Linked DNA regions of Triticum aestivum: region 2 is linked to region 1. A link is a contact called in public Hi-C data. All regions are on one chromosome and are shown on one strand. The core of a region is the stretch at or near the end of the contact, and the rest is flanking DNA. Distances in the headings are between cores, read along the strand shown. Region 1 holds the start of LOC123079655 (nuclear transcription factor Y subunit B-2). Region 2 holds the start of LOC123079658 (zinc finger CCCH domain-containing protein 11).

What was found. Hi-C and Micro-C count contacts between places; a contact is called where the count stands out from the background.
Region 2: a contact with region 1 is called in a Hi-C map of leaf, with 3 times the contacts expected there. The contact joins the promoter of LOC123079658 here to the promoter of LOC123079655 in region 1. A contact is called at or near these places in 2 of 5 Hi-C or Micro-C datasets (both in leaf).

The regions. Positions count from the first base shown.
Region 1 is chr3D:459,446,540-459,449,857 of IWGSC CS RefSeq v2.1, reverse strand. LOC123079655 (nuclear transcription factor Y subunit B-2) reads left to right here and starts at 1,850. Exons shown (of 8, transcript XM_044502457.1): 1 at 1,850-2,139; 2 at 2,227-2,430; 3 at 2,583-2,712; 4 at 2,843-2,848. The coding sequence starts at 1,862. LOC123079656 (40S ribosomal protein S23) reads left to right here. Exons shown (of 4, transcript XM_044502458.1): 2 at 247-402; 3 at 484-610; 4 at 688-996. The coding sequence ends at 828.
Region 2 is chr3D:459,884,945-459,888,262 of IWGSC CS RefSeq v2.1, reverse strand. It overlaps LOC123079658 (zinc finger CCCH domain-containing protein 11), which reads right to left and starts at 1,539. Exons shown (of 8, transcript XM_044502460.1): 1 at 1,205-1,539; 2 at 1,011-1,095; 3 at 533-673; 4 at 351-448. The coding sequence starts at 1,381.

The sequences.
Region 1 (3,318 bases), core at 601-3,100:
GTTACTTCAACATGCACTAGGAGATTTTAGATGATATGGAAGTGTGTGCACAACTAAGCATTTTAGATGGCTGTTTCTCTTTGAATCGTTAGCAATAATACATTTGCGATGTAGTGTGGCCCTTATTTTCTAGATATAGCTTTCTGATTTTAAGTGAATCCAATGTCAAACTGTTGTGATGCAGACCAGGAGTCTGTTATGTTGTTTTGCTTTTGCTGTGGTAACCGTGAGTTATTTGCATTGCAGTAAGACACGTGGTATGGGAGCTGGGCGCAAGCTCAAGACCCACCGCAGGAACCAGAGGTGGGCTGACAAGGCATACAAGAAGAGCCACTTGGGTAACGAGTGGAAGAAACCCTTCGCCGGGTCATCTCACGCCAAGGGCATTGTTTTGGAGAAGATGTATGTAAAAATGGGCAATATGTTTTTCTTCTTACCCTTGTTTTTATGGGGTGAAGCTAATATATGATGACTCTATTGCAGTGGTATTGAGGCCAAGCAGCCTAACTCTGCCATCCGTAAGTGTGCTCGTGTGCAGCTTGTGAAGAATGGAAAGAAGATTGCCGCCTTCGTTCCCAATGATGGTTGCCTGAACTTCATCGAGGAGAATGTATGTTCTCCATCATGGTACTTTTCAAATGTTTGCTCTGCTGTAGGTACTAAGTTTGTCTTTCACCTGTTGTCCAGGACGAGGTGCTGATCGCTGGATTCGGTCGTAAGGGACATGCTGTGGGAGATATTCCCGGTGTCCGGTTCAAGGTCGTCAAGGTGTCAGGTGTTTCTCTGCTTGCCCTCTTCAAAGAGAAGAAGGAGAAGCCCAGGTCTTAGATTGCCGTTGCATGGAGTAGACAGTATGTCGGGCCTTTAGATGTTGAAGGAGGATGGTACCTTTGTGTTTACAGCACTTTTAAGTTGATAACTTATGATCGTGTTGGTGAAAACTATGCCTTGTCACATTTTGCTCCTGTTATGGGAAAGTGCTACTGTTATGAGTTTTGTTCCCCAGTTTGAGATGAATTTCCCTTGTCCTGAAATTGCCCTGGGCATTGGTTGTGTATGTAGAATTTGGCCGTGTTTGTTTCAGCTTTAGGGACCGGATTCAAAGCTATATCTGAAACAAACAGTTGTTTTGAATCAGCTTTTGATTAGTTAGCCAAAATCTGATTTGGGTTTGCCAGCACAGGAATCCGCAGCTGATTCTGTAGAAGCTGGAGCCCAAACAAACAAGGTCCCATGCACCAAATCTCAACCTAATGTGGGAAGGTGTCTGTGTATTTCGCCGTGTTGAGCAGCCTAAAGAAGATAGAATGGAGGTGCGTGCTCCTTTGTTCTGAAGCTGCTATCGCTGAAGCCTATAGCGTAGCTGCCTAAAGAAGATAGAATGGAGGTGCGTGCTCCTTTGTTCTGAAGCTGCTATCGCTGAAGCCTATAGCGTAGCTGCAGGATTTGGTGATGGCGATTGAGAGCAGCAATTTAGGCAGACTGTAGATTTGATGATCGATTCGGAACATCCAGTTCAAGCATTGCCAAAGTAGTGCATGAAATAATTGGTTTTGCTATTCATAAAATTAACTTGTGGATGATGTATACATTATTTGATGATTGACATAGTTTGCAATAGGAAATTGTGTTAAAAAACGAAGATAGATCCTGCAATTTTTTTTTAGAAATTTTATGGTTTTTAGATATTTTTTGCGAATCAATTTTTTTATATTAGGCTTTTCGATGGGTGATTTTTAGGGGTATTTTTTTTAGATTAGATGAAAATTCGTGGTGAAGCCCAAGCAGCTTCTTTTTGTTTCGAGAACAGAGCCCCCAAAAAGCCCTCCGAACATCCCTCAACGAAAGAAGCCCATCTAACATGGTGCTAGAAGAAGCTCACCACGGCACTTTTAACCCCACGGGGTCCACCGGCAGGGTGAGGCCCCACCCGCAGCCTCCTCTCTTCTCTCTCTTCCCGACCGACGAACGGCCCGGATCCGTCGTCTTCCCCATCGCACCGGCCCGGGCCGCGTCGCCTTCTCCAGCGTCCGATCTCGCATTCCCCACCCCTCCTCGCAGCGCCAACCACCGTCTCCTCCTCCCCCCTCCCTTCTCTCCCCTCCGCTCCTCCCCCCCCGCGCGCGCGTTTTTTATAAGGTGCGTTTGATTTCGATCCCTACCCTCCCATCCCCTCTCGATCGCGCGCCGTGGATCCGTGTCCTGATTTGCTCGCGATGGATCTAGGGTTTCGGGGCGCGGGATGGCCGACGACGACAGCGGGAGCCCCCGGGGCGGCGGCGGGGTCAGGGAGCAGGACCGCTTCCTCCCCATCGCCAACATCAGCCGCATCATGAAGAAGGCCGTGCCGGCCAACGGCAAGATCGCCAAGGACGCCAAGGAGACCCTCCAGGAGTGCGTCTCCGAGTTCATCTCCTTCGTCACCAGCGAGTGAGTTGCCCGCCGCTAGCTGCTCGCTGCCACCGTCATCATGCCACCTGGCCTTCGAACCTCGGCCTCGAACGAACTCGGCCGGGCTGGTTTTGTTTGTCTTGGGTGGCCGGAGTTGTGACTTTTCGCTGTGGTTTGGTTTGGTTTGGTAGGGCCAGCGACAAGTGCCAGAAGGAGAAGCGCAAGACCATCAACGGGGACGATCTGCTCTGGGCCATGGCCACGCTCGGATTCGAGGAGTACGTAGACCCCCTCAAGATCTACCTGCAAAAGTACAGAGATGTAATCATGGCTCTTGCTCACTGTCAGTACTTGCTGCAAATGACAATAATTCTCTTGTTTTGTGTCATCATCTCACCTCGCTTCTTCTCTGTCTTCCTTGCAATTTTCTGGACGGGCGCGGTGATTGCAGATGGAGGTATGTGATCTTGTAATCAATTCGACATACATGATATTGATTCGCTGATACGTTTCATACCAATGCAAAACAAAATGCAGTTTCCTCTAAGTCCTAGTTTAAACATAACCACAAAAGGGTTAGATCCTGCCTACTTAGGCCACATAACCTGCGTTAGATCCTTTGAGCTGTGTCCCTTTAATCAGGTATATAGTTGTCACTTGATGTGAAATACACATGACCTATGTACTTTGAAGCTTGCAAGTTCCTCGCGTGAACACCTGAATAAAACCCGCATGCTTTCCAGTTTCATATACCGTGAAAGAAACTTAGTTGCATTCATGAAGGCTGTTCCAGCTTTCAAGCAATAAACTAGTTCTAACTTCTAAGCAAGGTTGCATGATTGCTCTCTAATACTTAAGTTGGTACATACTTCCCACTCATTTTGTTGGACTGCATTATGGCCTTGCAAGCTTCTGTTTCTATCTTGT
Region 2 (3,318 bases), core at 290-2,789, 440 kb before region 1:
AGAAATTGCATCTGCATCCAGATTAAAGAAAATCAACTGGAAATCATATACAGCAGAAATATGGCTTATTGGCATCACAGGAAAATACATGATAATAGGTGTAAAAAGCATTACTGCTTTATATTTGAAATGCATATATTCCTCCTAAAATAAGAGCGCAAAACATGAATTGAAGACAAAATATAAATAGTAAAATAGAACCAATATAGTATTATCTAGCTCAAATATTACCAACGAGAACATTAGTAAAATTATTTATTCTTTTAGAGCAAAATGAAAGTTGAAAGTGACACATCATATAATGAGAAATGCTTGAAAAATGTGTATAACAGTTTTGGAATAGTGCATACAATATCAGTAGGTTTATTCTGCTGGTACTCTGCGTTTTTTGATGCAATAACTTTCTCAAGGGTCTCCTGATCCCAGTCATCCATTGTATCTTCTTCCTCTGTACATGACAGAAGAACATGTGAATTTCTACCGAGAAAATTGAGTGACTCCAAAACGAAAGAAGTAACAATCATTTATTTACCTCCATCGCGCTTGTCGCTGTAAATATCAATCTTCTCACCCTTCCTTTGGACATTCAGGTCGTGTGAGAACTTGCATTTAAAACCCTTCTGACATTGTCCAACCTTGAAGAACTCGCAAAGTATCGACTTGGGGTCGACACCTGCACAATAGCACACAACCAAAGCATGAGCATTTATCACAAGAATAGCAATCTTTTGAACGAACTGCCAGTACCAAAATATCCTAATGAAACATTGCAATTTCCGTTTGCAATCTGCGGGACTTGAAAGAGCTAACATGTTTACACAGAAAGAACTGACCAAACCCTTCCTACATTAGAACAAATCAACACCAGTCACCAGTATTACCAGAAGCACTTCCATACTGCCGTATACACCACAATATCAATTCACAACAACTTCATATCCACAGCAAGGGATTCTTGATAAATCCACTAGAAGAGACCTATACACGGTGACAAGGGGAGGAGGCCATACCAACGGGGACCTTGGGCTGGCTGACGGCGACCTTGAATAGATCGTTGAGCTCCTTCTCGCGCGCCTTCTCCTCCTCCTTCTTCTTCTGCGCATCCGCATCCGCATCCACGAACAAGAAGAAGGAAAAAAACATCAGAAGAGCAAAGCAATCGGATGAGGGAATTGACAGCTTCGATCTGAGTGTTCCCCCGTGCCTTGGCGGCGGTCTTGGTCGGGTCGGGCTTGGGCTGGACGGACTGGTGCAGCGACTGGACGTACTTCTGGACGTTCTTGCTCTTGTTCTTGTTCTTGAGCCCGAAGGTCTTGTCCTCCACGACCTTCTGCTTCTTCGCTACGTCGGCCTTCGACGCCGCCGCCTTCTTCGGGGGCATCTTGCTCTGCTCCTCCTTCTAGCTCGGGTCCGATTGGGGTGGGATTCGGGCGGCGGGAAGAGGACGCCGCGAGGGAAGGGGAGGCGAGGGTTTCCTGGGTTTGGAGCTGGGAGGAGGAAGGGGGGGCGGAGGTGGAGGCGGAGGCGAGGAAGAAAGTTCTAGAGATGGGGAGTGGTCTCGTGGAGATGTGGAAAACCGAGGTTGGGCGATGGGCCTCTAGTCAGGCTTTCAGCCGGTTGGGTTGGGCCATGATCCGGTAAGGATTCTCAGTGTTGAAGCAGGGCCTAATCAGGCACAGTGGGCTCTGAACGAGAATTTGGGCCCATGACAATATGTTGAGGGCTACCCCGCGACAATGTGTTGTCTCAAAAAAAAAAAAAACGTGACAATATGTTGAGGCAATCCATCCTCGTTTCCGATAATCCTTCAGTCGCTGGAAAGATGAGCACCAAAATTGGAATTATGAACTTGTTTATTATGAACACATGCAACGGTCTGATGTGGATATGATCCTTAATATCCCATTGAGCATACGTAATCCGGTTGATGAATGAGCCTGCCATTGATGAGAGACGTGATGTGTGTTCAGTCAGATCAGTATACCTTCTTGTGGAAAACGATAAAAAAAAGGAGAATTGTTTGAAAATAGAATTGCATAGTCAAACACTAGTGCTACTCGCAGGGATTAAAACACTAGTGCTACTCGCAGGGATTAGGCTGGGCTTTGGAAACTGAATGTCCCTGATGTAAGGGCATTTTTATCCCTTAGTTGGTTTTGGTGATTGATGACAATACTTTTGCGGACTAATCATGTGCATCGAATATTTCAGATATATTGACTAGGCACAAGATGATTTGGTTCCCCTCGAAGGCTATGGAAGACGGCGTTTCTCTTCGTTTCTTTTCGGTGGTATTGAGTCGTAGGGAAGCCGTACTATTAAGAGGGGGTCCGCGTTGGAAAGGTTGGGTGGATTCATCACGTACACATCTTCCTTTGCACCTCCTTTCCTCTAGCCTTTGGAGTATCCTATGTTTTCCTTGTCTATGCAAATATTGCTCTTGCTTGCTGAACTAGGGCGTGTGGTAGTACTGCTCCTTAGAGCGGTAGTACCGCAGGACCTTGCGGTAGTACCGCCCGCTGGTGCGGTAGTACTGTGGTATCTGACTTAGTTCCGCAAGTACGCGGCAGTAAGGGGCGGATGTAATTTTTTACATCCGCGCCTCGCGCGGTAGTACCGCTGCTGGCTTACGGTACTACCGCGTCGGGTTTTTGCATCGACTCCAACTCTGCGGAAGTAGCCACAGATGTAATTTTTTATATCCGTGCCTTCCCATCTCTGGACAGCCCCTGCCTTGCGGTAGTACCGCAAGGGGGAGCGGTAGTATCGCGCCAGCAGTACTACCGCCCTCTGCTTTAGTGCTTTTTAGGCTGACCTGGTCTCTGCTGCGTGGGCGGTAGTACCGCGGGGCCCTGCGGTAGTACCGCGTGCCCCTGCGGTAGTACCGCGCCTCAGGTACGGTAGTACCGCGTTGCGCAGGCTGAGTTGGTGGATAACGGTTGGATTTGTTCTTCCACTATATAAGGGGTGTCTTCCTCCTCTAGTTGACTATCTCTTCCACCTCCAAGCTCCATTGTTGCTCCAAGCTCCATTTTCGCCCGATCTCCTTCCCTAGCCAATCAAACTTGTTGATTCTCTAGGGATTGGTTGAGAAGGCCCCGATCTACACTTCCACCAAGAGAAATTTGAATCCCCCCACTAATCCCTGGTGGATCTTGTTACTCTTGGGTGTTTGAGCACCCTAGACGGTTGAGGTCACCGCGGAGCCATAGTCCATTGTGGTGAAGCTTCGTGGTATCGTTGGGAGCCTCCAATTAAGTTGTGGAGATTGCCCCAACCTTGTTTGTAAAGGTTCGGTCGCCGCCTCCAAGGGCACCA